2 separate regions of the Sus scrofa genome follow, and region 1 is linked to region 2. Evidence: chromatin contacts called from public HiChIP or PLAC-seq data. All regions are on one chromosome and are shown on one strand. The core of a region is the stretch at or near the end of the contact, and the rest is flanking DNA. Distances in the headings are between cores, read along the strand shown. Region 1 holds the start of PIM1 (serine/threonine-protein kinase pim-1). Region 2 holds the start of C7H6orf89 (bombesin receptor-activated protein C6orf89 homolog).

Region 1 (5,478 bases), core at 881-3,380, 240 kb after region 2:
AAGAGATTTAAAAAAAAAACCTAAAAAACGTGCGGTTGTCAGATAAGTGGAGTAGATGTGTAATTTCATGCTTGGAGTTTGTTGGGCAATCTGGGGTGGAACTAGAATTGTGTTCTCAAGTCGGCAAAGGCTTTAAATAAAAGAGGGGGAATTCTCAGAGCAGGCTGACTGCCTCTCCAAAGGCACAAAGTCTAAAGTGCTGCGTGAGTGGGAACAAGGGAGAATGGTCCAGTATGGCTTGTGAAAGGAAAGGGAAGGTAGAGGGGTTGGAAATGGTGGTCACATAAATTTATACTTGTTATCTTAGTATCAAGGACAGTTTTGGATGCCAATAGAAGAAAAGCTTTGAATACTCTGGAGTTGAATTTGGGTCATTTCATCTCTTCCTCCCTTAGCTGTTGTATGACCCTGTGTCATCCTATTTATGTTTCATTTTCCTGTCTGTAAAAAAGGGAATAATTCTTGTTCCCTTGGGTTTTCTCATAGTCATCAAAAATGAATGAGTTAGGCCACAGTACACAACAAAAGGGAAATATGTAATATCTTATAAGATAAATTCATAAAAGTTGTGAAACAACTGGGTGTCTTTATAAAACAAGCACTGTAGGAAACTTTTAATGAAACATTTAAACTCATTAATGCCAGCAGATACACAGATCCACGGACTTCCTCATTTTTCCTTTAAGTGGCAGGAACTTGAAAACAATTAAAATAGGATGTAGTTAGCTTTCAATTATTTAGGCTCTGACATTTCAATTTATGGATTACATAGAATTCTAATTTACTCATTTCACACGTCGTTATCAACTCTACATGAAGTTTAAAAGGACAAAGGATGAAAGTCAAATTGGTCAGTTTTCCGTGTTATTTCCAAGGGGGGGCAGGGAAAGGAGGGGCATTTCCTTTGAGTCAAGAATCGGGGGCTGCTAATAATTGCTAGTATTGCCTGACTGGTAATAACAGGCTGATGAAAAGGTGAATACAACGCGAAAGCTGATTAAATCAAGCGCGCCCTCCCACCCCGCTTTAGATGAGGAATTCATCTCTCGCTCCCGCCCTCACAGAAGGGCTGAGACAGCATCTGGCATCACAATACTAACATTTGTTTCGTGATTTCCTCTTTACCGGGCACTCTGACACACATCACTGCTTAGGAATCAGGATTCACTGGAACCTTTCTGCATTTTAAAAATAAAATCTGCTAGGGGATTGGGGGCTGGGGAGCTGATCTTTTCACGGGCTGTGACAACCGCGATCGGGACGCCTCCCCCGAGTGAGCGGAGCTCTCCTCATTTTATTCCGGGCCTGTGACACCTCCACTCCCTGCGTGAAGCCGCTGTGACTCACATCTTGCAGATCCTTCGCCCCCCACGCGCCCCCAACACACAAACCCCGGAGGACCCAACTCGAGCCCACAGAGCGTGATCAACCAGCCCAAGCCGACTTGGAGGTCTCACGTCTGAGTCACACAGAAAGACCACCCTCGTCGGCATCCCCCCCGCCACACACACACCACACACACACACACACACACGGTCCCTCACACCCCGGCGCGCCGGCCGCCTGGCCTCCCCGCCTGTCACACCAACGCCCGTCGTCTCTGCGCAACTTGTTATGCTCCAGCTCAAGCCCTTGACCCAAAAACCCCGAGAAACGGAGAGCCGCAGAGCCGGCCTCGGGCGGCCTTTGATGGCTTTGTTATTGTTTGGGTTTGAATCGATACGCCCCTCCCCATCCTTCCTCCGTGGCTGCTAGACACCCAGCTCCCGCCTCCCATCACGCCCCGCGCCCCTCCCCCTCCATTTTGGCGCCTTTTCCTTCCCGCCACGTCGTGGCGGCGTAGAGACCATTCTGACCGCGAGAGCGGGGCGGGGCGGGAGCGGGGCGCGCCGTGTTATGCAGATAGGTCGGCTTCTGGTTGGCTGGAGATGCGCCGGCGGGGGCGGGGCCGGGGTGCGGCGCCGGAGCGCGCGGGGCGGGGGGGAGGGGAGTCGCCCTGTCCCGCCGCTTCCCCACCCCCTCTCCTCCCTCCGCTGGCCTGGCAGCCCGGCTCCCCGCCTAGGCCTCCTGGAGAGGCCCCGCCCCATCCCCGCCCGCCCGCGCGCCCCCCGCCGGCGCGCTCCGCCCCTTTACTCCTGGCGGCTGGGCGAGCCGGGCGTCTGCTGCAGCGGCCGCGGTGGCGGAGGAGGCCCGAGAGGACTTGGCGGCAGCAGCGGCAGCGGCGGTGGCGGGACCGGCAGCAGCAGCAGCTACAAGCTCCCTGTGCCGCGGCGCTGCCGCAAGAGTCCCACGAGCCGCCCACCCCGCCGCCCTCGGCGTTGCCTGACCCCGCCGGCGTGTCCGCCAGTCTCCAGCCCCGGCGGCGCCCCCAGTCGTCCTCCGACTCGCCCTCGGCCTTCCGCGCCAGCCGCTGCCGCAGCCGCAACGCCACCCGCAGCCTCACCCCCAGCCGTAGGCACAGCCACCGGCACAACCCCAGCCCCAGCTCCTGCTGCTGCAGCTCTTCCAGACGCAGTCCCTACGCCGACACCCTGGAGGTTGGGATGCTCTTGTCCAAAATCAACTCGCTTGCCCACCTGCGCGCCGCGCCCTGCAACGACCTGCACGCCACCAAGCTGGCGCCCGGTGAGTGCCCCCCCCCAAATCGTGGATGGAGGGGCGACTGGACTTCCCAGGGTGGGAGCTGGGGGCACCCGGGCCGGCACTGAGTCCTCTGTGACTCCCCCTTTCCTAGGCAAGGATAAGGAGCCCCTGGAGTCGCAGTACCAGGTGGGCCCGCTACTGGGCAGCGGCGGCTTCGGTTCGGTCTACTCAGGCATCCGTGTCGCCGACAACTTGCCGGTGAGTGGGCGCCCCACCACGGGGAGGGCGCTCCGGGCAGGGGGGCGGCAGGGTGTGTTTGGCTCTGGCGAGGGGACCTAACAGACTCTCTGGGGGGCTTTCCAGGTGGCCATCAAGCACGTGGAGAAGGACCGGATTTCCGACTGGGGAGAACTGGTGAGGGAGCGACCCCAAGGATGGGTGGGGTGAGGGGCACCCTCCGACTCCCGCCCTAACGCAGCCCCCTTGCCCCCTCTGCAGCCTAATGGCACCCGAGTGCCCATGGAAGTGGTTCTTCTGAAGAAGGTGAGCTCGGGCTTTTCCGGCGTCATTAGGCTCCTGGACTGGTTCGAGAGGCCCGACAGTTTCGTCCTGATCCTGGAGAGGCCCGAGCCGGTGCAAGACCTCTTCGACTTTATCACGGAAAGGGGGGCCCTGCAGGAGGAGCTGGCCCGCAGCTTCTTCTGGCAGGTGCTGGAGGCCGTTCGCCACTGCCACAACTGCGGGGTGCTCCACCGCGACATCAAGGACGAGAACATCCTCATCGACCTCAACCGCGGCGAGCTCAAGCTCATCGACTTCGGGTCGGGGGCGCTTCTCAAGGACACCGTCTACACGGACTTCGATGGTGAGCCAGGCCTTGGGGGAGCTGCGCGGGAGGGAGCTGCCCAGGTGACTCGGCCTGGCCTGGAGGCCTCCACAGGCTCCCCTCTCCGGCCCTTTGTAAAGGTCATCGGGCCGCCTGGCTCGATGCTAGCAGGGGTGGGGCGAAAGAGAGCTTCCCAGCCTAGGAAAGCCGGCGATTTCAAGCCAGCAGAACCTGTAATGTTTCTGGCATGATTTTATTTTTTGAGTGGAATTCAGTGGGTTCCAACCTTTCCCGATGAATAAGAGGTTGTGGGCAACCGGCCGTAGCCCAGATTTCTGAAGTCTGACCCAGTTTCCTCCCCAGTAAAAGGATAGGAGGGGGAAGGAGGAGGAGAGAGCGGGAGAGATGAAAATTGATGCCGGTTTTGTAATTTTTGTTTTGTCTTACAAGGGACTTAGTTTTCGGTAAGGTAGTTTTAGAGCTGCAGTTTCTCTCCTTTGATCTAGGGAAGGATAAGGAATAGAAACAGTAGTTGTGCTGAATAATTCGTTTTGTTGATTATTTAATTTTGGGGGGTGTTGTAGGGTGAGGGAATTAAGAATGAATGTTGTGAAATAAGATCTCTTGCTGGTTAGAGAATTAGTTGGGTGTCTCCGCAGAGAGGATGAAAACCTATCCTAGGGAGGGGCTTGGAGCGGGTCCTTTCAGAGAAGATGGAATGGAGAGCTCGGAGATCAAAGCACAGGAGGGTGGGTCATCATCTGAGCGGCTTAACCTCACCAACGACAACCTTTCAAAACTTGTGACTGGGGCTTGTGGTTTGTGTTTATTTGCCCTTGGAGGACGCTGGGTTGGGCTGTATTTTTTTGTATTTAACAGTTAATGGCTGGTCCTCCCCGGGTTTTTTTTTTTTTTTTTTTTCTTTGAGTCTTTGCTGCCCCCTGGTGAGCACCAGCGGGATGGCCCCCACCTTTTTTTTTTTTTTTTTTACAACTCAAAGTTTGTAAACAGGAATCACGTGGTCTGAAGCCAGCCCTGCAGCTCTGTCTACCTTTCCCTTGTGGGGAGGAAGGGGTGTGGGTGTCTGCCTCTGTGTTCAGAGGGTGGGGAGGACAGCCTCTCAAAGGGCACCCTGACTTAGGATATTGTGCAAGTGTCCTTGCCTGCATCACATCAGAAGTGAGACTCACCCTCACCCGGCTCCTGGGCAAGGATGTTTAATGCAGTTTGAGGCTGGTCTGTGGAATAACTCCCTTGATTGTGCAAACCTTCATCCCCTCTTTCTGTGGCGGGTGGTCCTGCCACACACAAGCCTCAGGGTCTGTGGCCGGCCCTGTTTGTTTCTTGGAGCTGTTTGTAAAGAATTTCAGCTAATGGTCTGGACGGTGAGGGTAGGTGGAAATGCTTTGGGTTGGAGAGTTGCCATAAGTTGCTCATCCACTCCCTTTAGCCCCAAGGCCAAAACAGGAGTTCACCCAGCTGCTGGGGGAGGAAGTAGCGTAGTGGTTGTTTTGTTTTGTTTTTTTAAGAGTTACTCAGCAGACCTCAGCTGCTTTGTGTTTTATTTTTTGCTAAAAGCGTGTTTTCCTTCCTATTCCCCCGGCTCTCAGGAACCCGAGTGTATAGTCCTCCAGAGTGGATCCGCTATCATCGCTACCATGGCAGGTCAGCGGCGGTCTGGTCTCTGGGGATCCTGCTGTACGACATGGTCTGCGGAGATATTCCCTTTGAACATGATGAGGAGATCATCAGGGGCCAAGTGTTCTTCAGGCAGAGGGTCTCTTCAGGTAACTTCTGGGAAGCGCCCCCCGCCCATTTTTTAATCTTTTTAGGGCTGCACATGTGGCATATGGAAGTTCCTAAGCTGGGGGTCCAATCAGAGCTGTAACCACTGGCCTGCTTCACAGCCACAGCAACGCAGGATCCGAGCCGCGTCTGTGACCTAGATCTGCACCACAGCTTGTGGCAATGCCAGATCCTTCATCCACGAAGTGAGGCCAGGGATTGAACCTGTGTCCTCATGGATCCTAGTCAGATTCGTTTCCACTGAACCACAACAGGAACTCATT
Region 2 (5,301 bases), core at 1,828-4,327:
GGGTCACCTCCCTGGATCATAAAGTCTTTGATGATTCTGTGGAATTTGGTACCATTGTAGTAACCTCGACGAGCCAATTCAGCGAAGTTCTTACAGGTCTTTGGAGCATGCTTCCAGTACAGCTCCAGCACAATGATCCCCATGCTGCAGGGGGAGAGAGTAAAGCTCTGGTCAAGTACAAGGTCACAGCAGACAAAAACACTATGGGACTTATCCAGGACTCTTCATTTCCAAGCTTATAAGTCATAAAATTGTCATAAAACATAGGATTCTGGAGTTCCTATGGTGGCTCTGTGGAAACAAATCTGACTAGCATCCATGAGGACACTGGTTTGATCCCTGGCCTTACTCAGTGGGTTAAGGATCCACTGCGCCATGAGCTGTGGTGTAGGTCACAGATGAGGCTCAGATCTGACGTTGCTGTGGCTGTGGTGTAGGCTGGCAGCTACAGCTCTCATTGGACCCCTAGCCTAGGAACCTCCATATGCCACAGGTACAGCCCTAAAAAGACAAACATGGGATTCCATGCTCAGTAAAGGAAAACGACACAATGCAAAATAACACAAACACAGATATCTCCTTTGAATAAAACATGCATTGTCTTCTGGTACTTCTTTTAAGCAAAATAACTGTGGACAACTAAAATTTCCAACACCTTATACACAAAAAATGGCTGATCACTGGAAACTGGTATAACCAACCCCTAAATTAGGGGGAAAACAAGTCTTACATTTAATTTGTAATTTTTTTAGGTTGAACATCAAAATATTGGGAATTCATTTTTACTTATACATAAGTAAGTTGCTGGGTAGAGGTAGAAACTAGGTAAATGAGATACAGTAAGGTTTTCAATGACTATCTTCTTTTTTTTTTTTTTTCCTTTTTGCCACCCCCACGCCACACACATGGAGTTTCCAGGCGAGGGATCAGATCCAAGCTGCAGTGCAACCTACACTGCAACTGTACCAATGCTTCATCCTTAACCCACCATGCTGGGCCAGGGATCAAACGTTGTTTCCCAGCACTCCAGAGATGCCACCGATCCCACTGCACCACAGTGAAAACTCCAAGTGAATATCTTTTTCAAACTTCTGTATTTCTGAGCCACATAAATTACCATCATAAAAAAATGTAATGGAGGAATTCCCATTGTGGCTCAGCAGTAACCAAGCTGACATGTATCCATGAGGATATGGATTCAACCCCTGGCCGCTCTCAGTGGGTTAAGGATCCAGCGTTGCTGTGAGCTACGGTGTAGGTCAAAGACACGGCTCAGATCGGTGTTGCTGTGGCTGTGGCTGTGGCCGGCAGCTGTGGCTCTGATTCAACCCCTAGCCCGGGAGCTTCCATATGCTGCATGTGAGGTCCTAAAAAGAGAAAAACAATTGCATACCTCCAAGTTGAGGCCTGAAAAAGGAGAATTTTCCTATATAAGAAGGTGGGGAAGATGGCCAGGGGGCAAAAGCAGCATCTGAGAGAATTGTTCTCTGTGGAAATCAGCCTGGGCAAGAAAGCGATAGAGAGGATAGCTGACTTTGCCTACTGATAAAAGAATGACAGAGGTAGCAAGAGAGGTAGGCAAAGGCCAAATGAAAAAAAGCATCTACAAAATTTTAATTTTATACTCTTGTAGCAATAAGAAGTTACTTAAAAGTTATTAGTCCTACTTTGGAAAGATCATTTTCAACTTTTTCCAAAGAGGCAATGGAATGAATGGTGCTAAAGAACCCAACACTGGAGGTAAACAGACCAGACTCCAAATGAGGTTCCCCTACTTTCTAGCTACATGGGTTTAATCAAATCATTTACTCTGTATTTTATTTTTTATTTTTATTATTATTTTTTTGTCTTTTTTTTTTTTTTAGGGCCGCACCCGCTGGCATGTGAAGGTTCCCAGGCTAGGGGCCTAATCCGAGCTGCAGCCACTGGCCTAGGCCACAGCCACAGCAACGTGGGATCCGAGCTGCGTCTGCGACCTACACCACAGCTCACACCAACACCAGATCCTTAACCCACTGAGCAAGGCCCGGGATCGAACCAGAAACCTCATGGTTCCTAGTCAGATTCGTTTCCGCTGAGCCACGATGGGGACTCCCATTCACTCTTTAAATTACGGAATTTCTCCTGCTAAAAATGGAGAGACGGTGGAATGGCACCTACGTGATTTAAGTTACTCAGAGATTTAAACTAAATATGATGCTACACATCAGGGGCATGGGCCTAGGTGGTGCTCAATATAATCACTCTTTGATAGGAGTAAATAAATGTGCTTCTTCCGGTGTTCTCCTAATAATTTGTTTATACAATTGTTACTTACAACGTTAATATTTACACATGTGTCTCCTCACTACACTATAAGCTTCTAAAGGCCAGGCTGTGTGTGTCATCCACCTCTGATTCTCAGATCCTACGTCCCCGGCCTGTAGATTCAATACACGCGTGCTGAATGAATGGATAAAGGAACCGAGGGGTGGGAAGAGGGCAGTATTGCCGCTGTGGCTAAGATTCCAGCGTGAGTCGGTGCGGGGCTCCAACGCCGGCAGCCGCGGTTCCCACTCAGCCCTCAGGTGGTCCCCACAGCCGCGGCTCCCCGAGGAGGTCCGCCGCCAGATGGAGCGCGCCGAAACCGACCCCCGCGGCTAAGCTTGGGATCCGCGTCGCTTCCGCCAGCCCAGCCTCAGGGGCTGCACCCTCACCTGGTCTCCAAGTATACGTTGGGGGGCTGCCAGGAGTCTGGAGGGATAGCCGCCATAGTGAAGCTAGCGGAGTCCCGCCGTTGCAATCGCTACTTCCGGCGTCGACTCCCGGGAGACCCGAGGCTGCTGCACACACTTCCGGTTCCCGTGGTTCAGGTCTAGCGACGCCAAGATCTTCGGGGGCTTGAGACAAGGAAGGGGAAAGACCTCCACCTCCAAGGTCGGGAATCTGAGGTGCGATGTGAAAACAAACGGTCCGGCGCAGACGGAGAAAAGTGCAAGCTCTGTCAGAGATGGTCTCCAAGCGGAGAAACACCGCGCCACTCTCCGAACGCTCTGATTGGTTTGTTTAGGCGTGGAAGGAGTGAACACCAACAAATCTGCACTTCTGTGGGAATTAAATGCTCATCTTCAATTCGAAGAATTTCTTAGTCCCGCATTGAGCAGAGACGGAAAGAGCGGAAGTGAATGGAAGGGAATAGAGTTGAGAGATGCCAAAAACTAAAGCTTGTAAGGTGCTGTACGTTTACATAGCGCTTGAACATTATTATCTTACCTACTCCGCAAACAGTCTTTTATATATATATATATATATATATATATATATATTTTTTTTTTTTTTTTTTTTTTTTTTTTTGGTCTTTTTGCCTTTTCTAGGGCTGCTCCCGCGGCATATGGAGGTTCCCAGGCTAGGGGTCAAATCGGAGCTGTAGCTGCCGGCTTACACCCGAGCCACAGCATCGCCAGATCCAAACTGCGTCTGTGACTTATACCATAGCTCCCTGCAACACTGGATTCTTAACCCACTGAGCAAGGCCAGGGATTGAACCTGCAACCTCATGGTTCCTAGTTGGATTTGTTAACCACTGAGCCATGTCGGGAACTCCAACAGTCTTATAAAAAGTTATGTTGTTACTGCCATTTTCAGATCTGAAAACTGAGACTCAGCAGTAAATGACTTGTTAATTTGTCCATGACCATGCAGCAAATCAGAGCTTCTAGACTTCCAAAAGCAAAGCGCCTGGGGAGAGGGGAGAGGGCTGGGAAAAAAATGAGAGATAAGGAAAAGGAGAAAGAGGAGAATGAAGATCAAATAAATCAGGGCTAAAGCAAGGCCTAGAACAACCGTGTCTGAGATAGATGGTGCCCCAAGGTTGTAAGGAGGGTTCGCTCATGATCAAAGAGAAGCAAAGTAGAGGCAATTCCAGGAGGTTTAGAGGGAGGACAAGAAAGAAATGGGGTTAATAAACATATTGTAAATGTTTTGCACATCTCTTAATAATGATAGTTAAATGAATGCTTACTTTGTGCCAGGCGTCCACTTAAGCACTATTGTGTACTTTCCCATTGTTAAAAATCAAACACAAATGGAGCCCAGACTTGAAAATTCCCTGAGCAGACAAACTAGTCAGGTCATACAAATAAAATTTAATTTAGATTTCTTTCTTTCTTTCTTTCTTTTTTTAGGGCTGCATCCGTGGCATATGAAGGTTCCCAGGCTAGGGGTTGAATCAGAGCTGTAGCCGCTGGCCTACACCCCAGCCGTAGCAATGCCAGATCTGAGTCGCTCATGGCAATGCCATATACTTAACCCACTGAGCAAGGCCAGGGATCAAGCCTGCATCCTCATAGATCTTAGATTCCACTGAGCCGCAACAGGAACTCCTAGATGATTCTTAAAATAAGCAAAACTTAACTTGGGCCACTTCTTGTTCTTCTTTTCTCTGAAAATCATAAATGAAACTGTTCCCCAAAATTAATATGGGTAACCACTTTTTTTTCTTTTTAGGGCCGCCAGCATATGGAAGTTCCCAGGCTAGGGGTGGAGTTCTGCTGCTGGCCTACACCACTGGCACAACAATGCCAGATCAAAGCAGCGTCTGCAGCCTACACCACAGCTTGTGGCAACATCGGATTCTTAACCCACTGAAGGAGCCCAGAGGTCAAACCCACAACCTCATGGATAGGAGTTGGGTTCTTAACCTGCTGAGCCACAATGGGAACTCTGAGGTAACCACTTTTAACCCATTTTCTATCACTAAGAAAACTCTAATACTATAAACCAATCACTGTGAAGAATAGGCACTGCCTCCTTACTTTATGAGCTGCTTTATAAAAATATACCTTTGAGGATTGACCAAATTTTTCCCAGGCCAGGAATTAACCCAAGCCACAGCAGATACCTGAGCCACAGCAGAGACAACACCAGATCCTTAACCACTAAGCCACCAGGGAACTCCCTAAATGCCCTTTATTGAAAAGGAAATTATAGACTTTTACAGAAACATCATTTTTCAAGCTGGAAACATGAAGGTCATTCTTTATCTCTCTGCTCCCTTCAAGCGACACATTATCAAGACCCATCAATTCTTTTTTTCCAAACATCTCCAAATTGTATCCCTTCGTTCCCATTCCCACTGCTGTTTCATACCTTTAACACCAGGATTATTTCAAGAGCCCTTTTCCTGCATTCTCTGCTTTTTGGCTTTCCCCCACTAATCTATCACACACACACACAATCACAAAAACTTTCCTCCCAAAACGCTACAAGATATTGCCACAAAGTATTAGATGTTTTCCCTTTGCTTGTTAAAGTCCCAAATCA

The links. HiChIP or PLAC-seq counts read pairs in DNA pulled down with a chosen protein or histone mark.
Region 1: an H3K27ac HiChIP or PLAC-seq map of alveolar macrophages shows a contact between it and region 2. The contact joins the promoter of PIM1 here to the promoter of C7H6orf89 in region 2. A contact is called at or near these places in 3 of 5 promoter capture datasets (fetal liver, liver and skeletal muscle), 8 of 47 Hi-C or Micro-C datasets (alveolar macrophages, embryonic fibroblasts, fetal liver and 5 more) and 2 of 2 datasets of contacts at active chromatin or transcription factors (alveolar macrophages and skeletal muscle).

The regions. Positions count from the first base shown.
Region 1 is chr7:32,786,116-32,791,593 of Sscrofa11.1, forward strand. PIM1 (serine/threonine-protein kinase pim-1) reads left to right here and starts at 2,131. Exons shown (of 6, transcript XM_005665927.2): 1 at 2,131-2,625; 2 at 2,735-2,841; 3 at 2,947-2,997; 4 at 3,082-3,448; 5 at 5,020-5,196. The coding sequence starts at 2,544.
Region 2 is chr7:32,541,492-32,546,792 of Sscrofa11.1, forward strand. It overlaps C7H6orf89 (bombesin receptor-activated protein C6orf89 homolog), which reads left to right and starts at 3,078. Exons shown (of 10, transcript XM_021098652.1): 1 at 3,078-3,211. It overlaps PPIL1 (peptidyl-prolyl cis-trans isomerase-like 1), which reads right to left. Exons shown (of 5, transcript XM_003128368.5): 2 at 2,697-3,084; 3 at 1-144. The coding sequence starts at 2,752.